Regions from separate parts of the Mus musculus genome. Here region 1 is linked to region 2. A link is a contact called in public HiChIP or PLAC-seq data. All regions are on one chromosome and are shown on one strand. The core of a region is the stretch at or near the end of the contact, and the rest is flanking DNA. Distances in the headings are between cores, read along the strand shown. Region 1 overlaps Ttpa (tocopherol (alpha) transfer protein). Region 2 holds the start of Wwp1 (WW domain containing E3 ubiquitin protein ligase 1).

Region 1 (4,425 bases), core at 348-2,847, 310 kb after region 2:
CAGAAAGCACTATCGCTGAACACTGAAGCATGAGGAACCCCGCCTGCAGCACATGACCTTGAGGGTATACTTCAGATCCAAACTACAAGCTACTATGATACTTGCTACTGATTGCAACCCAGGCTCATACTTTTCTATTTCTGAACCTGAAGCACAGTCAGCGGCACTAAACATTTCCATTTCTATGCACAGTCTTGAAGTGATGATATGACTTCATTTATCAATCACATTTGGTCTGCATACATCCCTATCCCATACTCCTAAAATCTATTAATTTCCAGAAATTTAAGGAAGGAGGGAGAAGCAGGCAAATATCTGGGCCTCAGTTCAATGTATTACTTGATTTATGATCCTTTGTTCATGATTTTATTTCTAAGCATCCTTTAGGCTTTAAAATAATCCGTTCCCGTAAAGAATATCTCTGATTCTTCATCCAAGGATGTGGAGGAGTCTTCATCCTAAGATGTGATGTCTTTTTATTTATTTGTTGTAGCATACTGGGACCCAAAAGTTTTTACAGCTTATGATGTATTTCGTGTAAGTCTGATCACATCAGAGCTCATTGTACAGGAGGTGGAAACTCAACGCAATGGAGTTAAAGCTATATTTGACCTGGAAGGCTGGCAGGTTTCTCATGCTTTCCAAATTACCCCATCTGTAGCCAAGAAGATTGCTGCTGTACTTACAGTGAGTATACATCTCAACTGTTAAGTGATAACTATATAATAGTGTCTGGTTTTATTCACCTCTAGAAACATTAGAAATGATAGATACATATTTGAAAAGTATTAACAGTAAATATAATTACATTAAAAATGTAGAAAACTTTAAAAACTAAGTATATTCAACATAAAATAACCAGAAATTATACATTTCAATAACAAAGTGATTTTGTTTTATTTTTGTCAAGCCAGGCATGGTAGAACACATGTGTAATCTCAGGCTTTGTCTTGAGCAAGCAGGAAGATCAGGAAGCCAGTCGCTACATAAGATAACAACAGTAACACTAAAACTGACTCAAAAATATTCATAAATAAAATTATACAATAAGATGTCACATGTCTTGCCAGCTATAAATTGATATTCTTTTCTTCAGAAGTCTAGTCTTTGTATGTAACTTTGTTCTTGTGTGTGTAGCTACACATGTGTAAATGTATGTATGGAAGGCAGAGGACAACCTTAGGGGCCATTCCTGAAGTACCATTTGCTCTATTTTGAGACACAATCTGTCATTGGCCTTCACTGGTTAAGCTCTGCTGGCCCCAATGAATCCTAGCAGCCTGTCTTCACCACCCCAGTGCTAGGATTATAAGCATATACCAACCTGCTTAACTCCCTCCACCTAATGAATTTGAGGATCAATCCCAAGTACAAGTGTTTGCAAAGCAAGCAAATGACTGACTGAGCCATCTTTCCAAATCTCAGAGTCTTTAAAAATAGTCATAATCAGCCAGGCGGTGGTGGTGCATGCCTTTAATCCCAGCACTCGGGAGGCAGAGGCAGGCGGATTTCTGAGTTCCAGGCCAGCCTGGTCTACAAAGTGAGTTCCAGGACAGCCAGGGCTACACAGAGAAACCCTAGGAGTGGGGGTGGGGGGGCAGGTGTTGGGGAGAATAGCCATTAATATAGTAATTTTACCTCTGGGACCTAGACAAAGGGTAATCCTGAATAGAGTCTGAACTTTGTGCATTGTAATGGTAATAGCTTACTTTGCCTTAGCTACTTTCCTAAGTCTTTCAAAAGTGTTTGCCATTTGTCTTTCAAATGGTAATCCTAGGTGTTGGCGAACAGTTTAGAGTCAGAAATGATTGAAGGATCCAAGTTTAGGTCAGCTGAAGGTAAAAGCTGTTCTACAGTCACCTCCCTTGTTCTACAGTGCCTGCAGCATGGTGTCTAATACAAGAAAATTAGATACAGCTTGTGCGGAGAAAGGGAAGTGATCACGTAAATGATGCCACATCATTTGATGGACCAGCTCAACAATGTTAGAACTCACAATGCTCCCCACAAATCATATTGCAACAATAGGAGAGAGCAGGATACAAGAGGATTGCAGAGTGTGTTGGCAATTAAGTTTAAATAAAATTATACATAGAATCTGTAAAAAGAAATTAATAATACATTTCTAAATTGCAAGATGGGAAATTCTTCATGAAAGAGGAAGAAAACGTCTTGATTACCAGTAGTGTCATTAACAGTGTCATTAACAGTAGTGTCATTAACAGTAGTGTCACTAACAGTGTCATTAACAGTAGTGATTGAACTTTTGGATAAGAAAACTATTGATGAATCTATTTTTCTTTTAGGTCTCAACCTTTTAGGACTTTGATACTAAAGATATAAAGATATATACCGATGTCAATGTTTAAAAAGTGTGTGCCTGTTGTTATGTTCTTTTAATTTTCAGGGATGTTTAATTTTTTTCTCTAAAAATATATATTTTTAAAAAAATATACTAGATCAATATGTCCCCAATTGTCATTGTTTACTTAGGAGACACTTTATGTGTGACTAGAGTGGATTTTGTTTTTCTGAAAGGCTCTTAAAATACTCAGCCTAATCTAAGGGGGAGTGGGGACAAGCTTTCTATAGATCTTTTCTGAGTGCACTGATGATATATAAACCAGGTTTTTGTGTTGATGGAATAAATCATTTTGAAAATTAAGTCACTTTAGATTCTGCTGAGTATACGCACACATGAGTATTCACCAAAATGCATTGGAGGACAGAGGTTAATGTGTGGTGTCTTTTATGGTTCTCCATCTTATATTTTGAAACAGGGCCTTGAACTGAATGAACCTAGAGCTCACCATTCGTACTTGGCTGGGTAGAGTGGGGATCTGCCTGCCTCTGCTCCTTTGTTCCTTTGCTCTGGGGACAGACACAGACATGATGGCTGTGCATGGCTACTTGTGGTCTGAACTCAGGTCTTCATGCTTGTGCATCAAGTACGATGCCCATGGAGCCATCTTTCAGACTCGTACCAGAACTTTATAATGTGTTCCACAAGAGACTTGCCTTTAGCAATGTAACTGCTGTATTTATGTTGCGTTATTAAGGTTTTTATTATCCTTTCCTTTCGAAAGGATTCCTTTCCACTGAAAGTTCGTGGGATCCATTTGATAAATGAGCCAGTCATTTTCCATGCTGTCTTCTCCATGATTAAACCATTTCTGACTGAAAAGATTAAGGACCGGGTGAGTAAAATATATTCGTGATTACATCTTACCTCTTTCCATTTAAGGATTTTTTACTATATTCCCATGTTCCTTGCACTAAACCATTGGACCAATATTGCAAATACTACTCTTATAAATTAAAATTTACCTTTACTTTTGAAATATCTATCATTACTGGCTGGGAGACTCTTGGGAAACCGGACTCTCAGGTATCACTGGAGAGTAAAGTATGGTCCCTCTAGAGGGCAGTATAGTAATAGCCATGACAAACTATGTCAGCAGTTTCTGGAAGTTATAAAACAGATAAAGCTGTATAGCAACAAAGGCACATATACTGACAATCATTAAAACCTCCAAGCATTCACTGTGGGGGGGGGGGTGGAAAAACTGTGACAAATCCACACAGGACTGGAGGGTATGTTTTAGAGGAGAAATTCATGCCAGTGCAGATCAGTGTTGATGGCATGCTTTTTCTGTGAAAAAGGGAGAATCAGAACATACAACTATAGTTTTACAATAATGTATTTTGTCAGTATACACAGAAGCGTGGGTGATGGACAAATGATCCAGTGATGGTAGGTGAGGGCAGAGTTTATACCAATGTCTGTGTTGTTTGTTTTTAAACTTGTTTTGATTTCTAACTTACCTAGATGTGTAAATTATACAAATAAGAACACAGACTGTCTTAGCTATTAAGCCCATGTAACTGAAACACATCACATCTGGGGTATGTGATTTATTGTTTTACAGGTGATGCAAAGGAATTGATGTTCACTAACCTCTCCTGTTGAGCTTCATTTCATGTAGAGCTCTCTTCTTCTCTTCTCTTCTCTTCTCTTCTCTCCCCTCCCCTCCCCTCCCCTCCCCTCCCCTCCCCTCCTCTCCTCTCTTCTCTTCTCTTCTCTCTTCCTTCTCCCCCTCCCCTCCCTACTCCCTCCCCCTCGCCTTTCTTGTCTTTTCTTTTCTCCGGTTTCTCTGGGTAGTCCTGGCTGTCCTGGAACTCTCTCTGTAGACCATGCTGGCCTCAAACTCACAGAGACCTGCATGTCTCTCCCTCCTGAGTGTTGAGATTAAAGGTATGTGCCGCCACCACCCAGCTCATGTAGAATTTTTTAGTTCACATTTTGTTGTTTAGAACTTTTGAAAGGCTGACAATAACTTGCTCTCGAGAGCAGCAGCTGCTTCCCTGCATTAGTCTGTAGAGGAACACATACATTTACAGCTTTCCCTTAGGGTGCTGTTTCAT
Region 2 (4,519 bases), core at 1,964-4,463:
CTTATAAGACATTAACTGTATCCAATCAACAGCAAATTAGTTGTGCTCTTCTCTCCATAGAAAAAAGAAAACCACCAGATTCTATATGCTCACAAACTCCAGATTCTATATGACCACCCACAAGGAGCCTTGTAACAGATGAGCTAAACTCATGGGCAACTTTGTTCCGTGATATAACAACAAATTAAACGCAATATAATAGATAAAATTCTCTGAGAAGCGTGAACCACCATACAGTGGGTTACTGTCTCTAGGTACTTCCACAGTGAGGGTTATTAACTTTCCAGTAATTCTAAAAGCTGTCCCCAGCACAGCAGACAGCCTATGGGTTTCATGCAAGAGCTTCAGGTAATTTATGGACTCCCCTAAAATCACATCCACAAAGCATGGTTGCACATGACCTATTAATAGATTTCTTTAGTTTCTTTAGTTAGTAATTCCCCAAAGCCTATGAACATCATACAGGCCTGCTAAAGATAACACTTCTATGCTACCATCACTTTCCCGATGGACATGGGTCAGAATCATTATTTTAACTTTAAAAAAAACAATTATTTCAGCTGGGCATAGTGATGCACGCCTTAATCCCAGCACTCAGAAGGCAGAGGCAGGTGGATCTCTGTGAGTTCGAGGCCAGCCTGGTGTACACAGTGAGTTCCAAAGCAGCCACAGCAACACAGTAAGACCCCGACTTCTAAAAAAAAAAAATTTGTGAAGGGAAGAGGATGTGTTTGTGTCACTGTGCAAGTATAAGGGTCAGAGGACAACAACTTTGGAGAGTAGATTACTTTTCTACCAAGGGGGTTTTATGATCAAGTGTAGGTCACCAGGATTGGCAGCAAACACCTTTACCCACTGAGTCATCTTGGCAATTATTTTAACTTTAACTTGATTGCCAAATTCTATCCTGCTTTCCTGTCCTTTCCACTTGGTCAGACCCCTGCTATCTGTAATGATGGAAATCCTGGGGTAATTTATGAATTTCCAGGTTCCTCCTACCTCAATTCATACTACACAATGCCACTAGATTAATTTTTCTAAGCCAAGGTGTAAAATTGTTTCTTAAACTCAACAATCTCCTGTGGGCCCCACACTGTCTAGTAACCTGAAATTCATCTCAATTTAATAATAACTCTTGGGCCAAGAGTGGTAGCGAACCCTTTAATTCTAAGGCTGGGAAGGCAGAGGGAGATAGGTAGATCTCTGAGTTCAAGGCTAACCTGATCCACAGGGCAAGCAAGTTCCAGAACAGTCACATCTACGTAGCAAGACCTGTTCCAAAACAAAACTAAAGAAAGAAAAACCACCTTGTTACTGGTCTTGGTTTTTATTTCAAATTTTCTTACCCTATATCCGAAATCCTGCAGACTCCATCCAAACCCTCTTAGAGTCCTCTACATGAACTACAGTTCCTTGTTGACTTCTTGTCATCCTTCATGCCACCCTTCAGTCCAGAGTCCTCAAAATACAAAACCCCTTAACTCATGTAAGAAGTACCCTCTCTGAACTCGACTTGAGACAATTTTATATATTTATGAAACATACACACACGCACACAAAGGTATTCTGGGCATGGTGGCATAGACCTATGACCTCAGAGGCAGGAAGATGGCAAGTTCAAGGCCAGACTGGGCTTTGTAGTGAGATCCTGCCATTTATTCACAGGGACATAAAAGGAGCATCGGTATATAACCCAACACACATACCTCCTCCATAGCCTGCAAAGACAGAAGCTGCTAACCATTTGATCTACATATACCTCCAAATACCTCACTGTCATGCAGTTGATGCTTAATAATTGTGCAAGGATGTAACAGAAATTTCAGCCAACTCAAGAGATTACCATCTCTTTGAAGGCAAGAGACCTGATCAGCCATGCCCTGGGTTTCAAAAGTACAGTGTCTTAAAAGCAGCTCTACATTTTACGTGAAGAATTATTTGGAAATGTTAATAATCTATGTCTCAAAGAGCTAAGTCACATTTCTCAAGCATCTCAATTTCAACAGCTCCAACACTTGGACATTATCTTTGAATTTAAAATGTTAACTAGTTATTTAAAAAATGGTAATTTTCAGTCAGCTTAAGCACATAGTTTTATGGCTCAAGGAAGTTAGATAAATGAAAGAATGTCTTTTTTAAAAGGAGAGTTTTACTAGCAGTTACATACAGACTTGGTGAGACATGTTAAGTGGATTTATACATAAGCAAAAACTCTTACAGAAACCTACAGACAACTGTGAACAGGGTATTTCATCAGGGGTAAAAAAAACACCAAATGGGGAGTGGGAAGGTAACTCTGGCATTTTTTTCCATAACTCTAAGTAGCGGCATTTTAGGGGGAGGAATTCAATTTTATGCACACAAAAAGATGAAACATTAACAGGGAAAACACAGACATTTGTGAAATATTTTATGGTGGACGAGTAAAATATTTCAAAAGCATAATAGATACACCTTCTTTTTGGTAATAATGAAGAGGAATCGCTTAGAGCAAAAGAACTTACAACTCCAAACCGATGAGTAGAAAGCCATACAGCCCTAAGCCACAAACTGATCATTTAAGGACTGTAAAGGCTAAAGGCGACGGGCAAAGTACCAAATCCTAACAATACTACATTTTAAAAGAAGATTTAAAGGAAAAGGACCCAAATCACGAGATGAGGATTAGAAAATTTTGCAAGGTCACTTGAACCTACCAGGTCACCAAAGGTGGAGATTAAGATTGTTGGTGAGAGGAGGTGCGGAGTCAGTGAAAAAAAAAAAAAAGCTGAATGCTAAAAACGTGTCAGAAAAGGACGTTCTGAGGCTGGCGTCCCGGCTCGCGCCGGTGGGATCCGGGTGAAAGTCAGGGCAGCAGTTCTGAGGCGGGGAAGCTGGGACGCCAGCAAGCCGCCGGTCAGGAGGCTGAGCACTGCAGTCACCGAGCCACTTCGCCGGGCTCCGGTGTCACCCGCACAGGCCGGTGCCAGGGCCAGCTCGGGGCAAGCCCGGCGACCCCACCCCGGCGAACTCCGGCCCGGCCGCCCTCCAGAGCCCCGCTGTACTTACCCGCGCAAAGCTGCGGCTCCCGGGGCCCGCAGCCACCGCGGCGGCGCCTCCTCAGCCCTCCGCGCCCAAGATCGCCATCTCGCAGCAGGCGTCGGCCGGGCAGCTCAGGCCGCCCGCAGCCACTCGGATCCCGCACGCCAAGCGCGCCGACACCCGGCCCTCCCCCCACCCACCCCGGCCTACACCTCCCTTCCTCGGGAGCGCGCAGCGTGCTCGCGACTCCGCTGCCGCTGCCGCGCACGGGCGCGCCTCCCCGCCGGGGCCGCTCTGAGCCTCTGGTCCAGACCGGGAATCCAGCTGCCCTCGAGCATGCGCAGCGAGCGCGCGCCCAGCCCGCCTAGGGGCCACTCCGCTCCTCCGGGTCTTCCAGGCGGTCAGGCGGAGAGGCACGCCAACCAATAAGGGAGAGGAGGTGGAGCCAGAGCCGGAAAGGGGGCGGGGCAGCCGCCGGGAAGCCGGTGGTGACTTGTGAACAGCAGCTACCTGGTCTGTTCAGTCAGCTGCAGAGCTTCCTGCATAACCTCAGGGAAGACCCTCCAGGCACGTCCGTGCTTTCGCAGCCAAAGTAGGCTGCGAAGGAAAACCCCTTGACCTCGCTTTAATATTTGATTTAGGGTCCATTAGTAATGGTAGTCACACGAGACCATTGTGTTGGTAATGAAATTGTTCCTTTCTCTTGGCACCACAGTGGCCCAGGGACAAAGCTACTACTGATTGAGCAAGTGCATATATCCCTTTTCGTACAGTTAATGGACACAGTAATTCTGAAAGGTAGCTGTCTCTTGACTCTTTGACACAATGAGTCAACTGGTTTAGAAAAGAGCTGTTGGTAATTTACATTGCGAGAAAGGTCACACTGCAGTGTAATGACCACATTACTCACCATATGGCCCGCCATTCTACTTCAGAGAAAGAACAAAAGTTCTTCCAGAATAAATAGTACATTTAGCCAAACACCTCAGCTAGACCTCACAAATTAATTTAAACCCACCCCAGAGCCGACTAGTTCTCTTGTCAGAAAAGTTCACGAATCCTGGCTTCTTGTTGCCTGTGACACCTTTAACTTCACTACTCCATAGGTAACAAGTTCTCAGCCTAATCACCTTGTAACATTTCTGTTCTAAATATCTTGTTAACATTAAACCACCTTTCTGATTCACTCCGTTGTTGCTGCAACTTTTGAAGAAGAGAAAAAAGTAGTCTACCAAGAAGAACACTAAGGCTCCATGAGTATTTGTAGGACTCAGTAAATACCACTTGAATGAACAAACGTTCATTCTTTTCCACTCTGGTCCATTAGTTACTAGCCCCTAATTTTACATATAAGTTAGGGGCATATGCCTATGGTGCACAAAAATCTCTCAAAAATGTACATGACAATTTTACTTTTCTTCAACCTATTCCTCTTGCTGTGATAAATGACTGGTCCAAAACAACTTAAGGGAAATGGAGTTTACGCTGGCTCATACCT

What was found. HiChIP or PLAC-seq counts read pairs in DNA pulled down with a chosen protein or histone mark.
Region 1: an H3K27ac HiChIP or PLAC-seq map of embryonic stem cells shows a contact between it and region 2, with 11 read pairs. The contact joins the enhancer-like site here to the promoter of Wwp1 in region 2. A contact is called at or near these places in 3 of 39 promoter capture datasets (3T3-L1-derived adipocytes, maxillary cranial neural crest and pre-B cells), 46 of 484 Hi-C or Micro-C datasets (B cells, the Ba/F3 cell line, CD4 T cells and 29 more), 9 of 115 datasets of contacts at active chromatin or transcription factors (bone marrow-derived macrophages, embryonic limb bud, embryonic stem cells and 5 more) and 1 of 9 other capture datasets (pancreatic islet).

Annotation. Positions count from the first base shown.
Region 1 is chr4:20,020,699-20,025,123 of GRCm38.p6, forward strand. It overlaps Ttpa (tocopherol (alpha) transfer protein), which reads left to right. Exons shown (of 5, transcript NM_015767.4): 3 at 494-687; 4 at 3,087-3,197. Among named protein-coding and RNA genes, the nearest start is that of Ttpa, 15 kb to the left of the region's middle. Within about 2 kb of position 1,598, at least 5 of the 459 cell types and tissues checked have an H3K27ac peak or open chromatin away from gene starts, as enhancers often do. A contact at or near this core is called in embryonic stem cells, where this site is marked.
Region 2 is chr4:19,705,791-19,710,309 of GRCm38.p6, forward strand. It overlaps Wwp1 (WW domain containing E3 ubiquitin protein ligase 1), which reads right to left and starts at 3,214. Exons shown (of 25, transcript NM_177327.5): 1 at 3,049-3,214.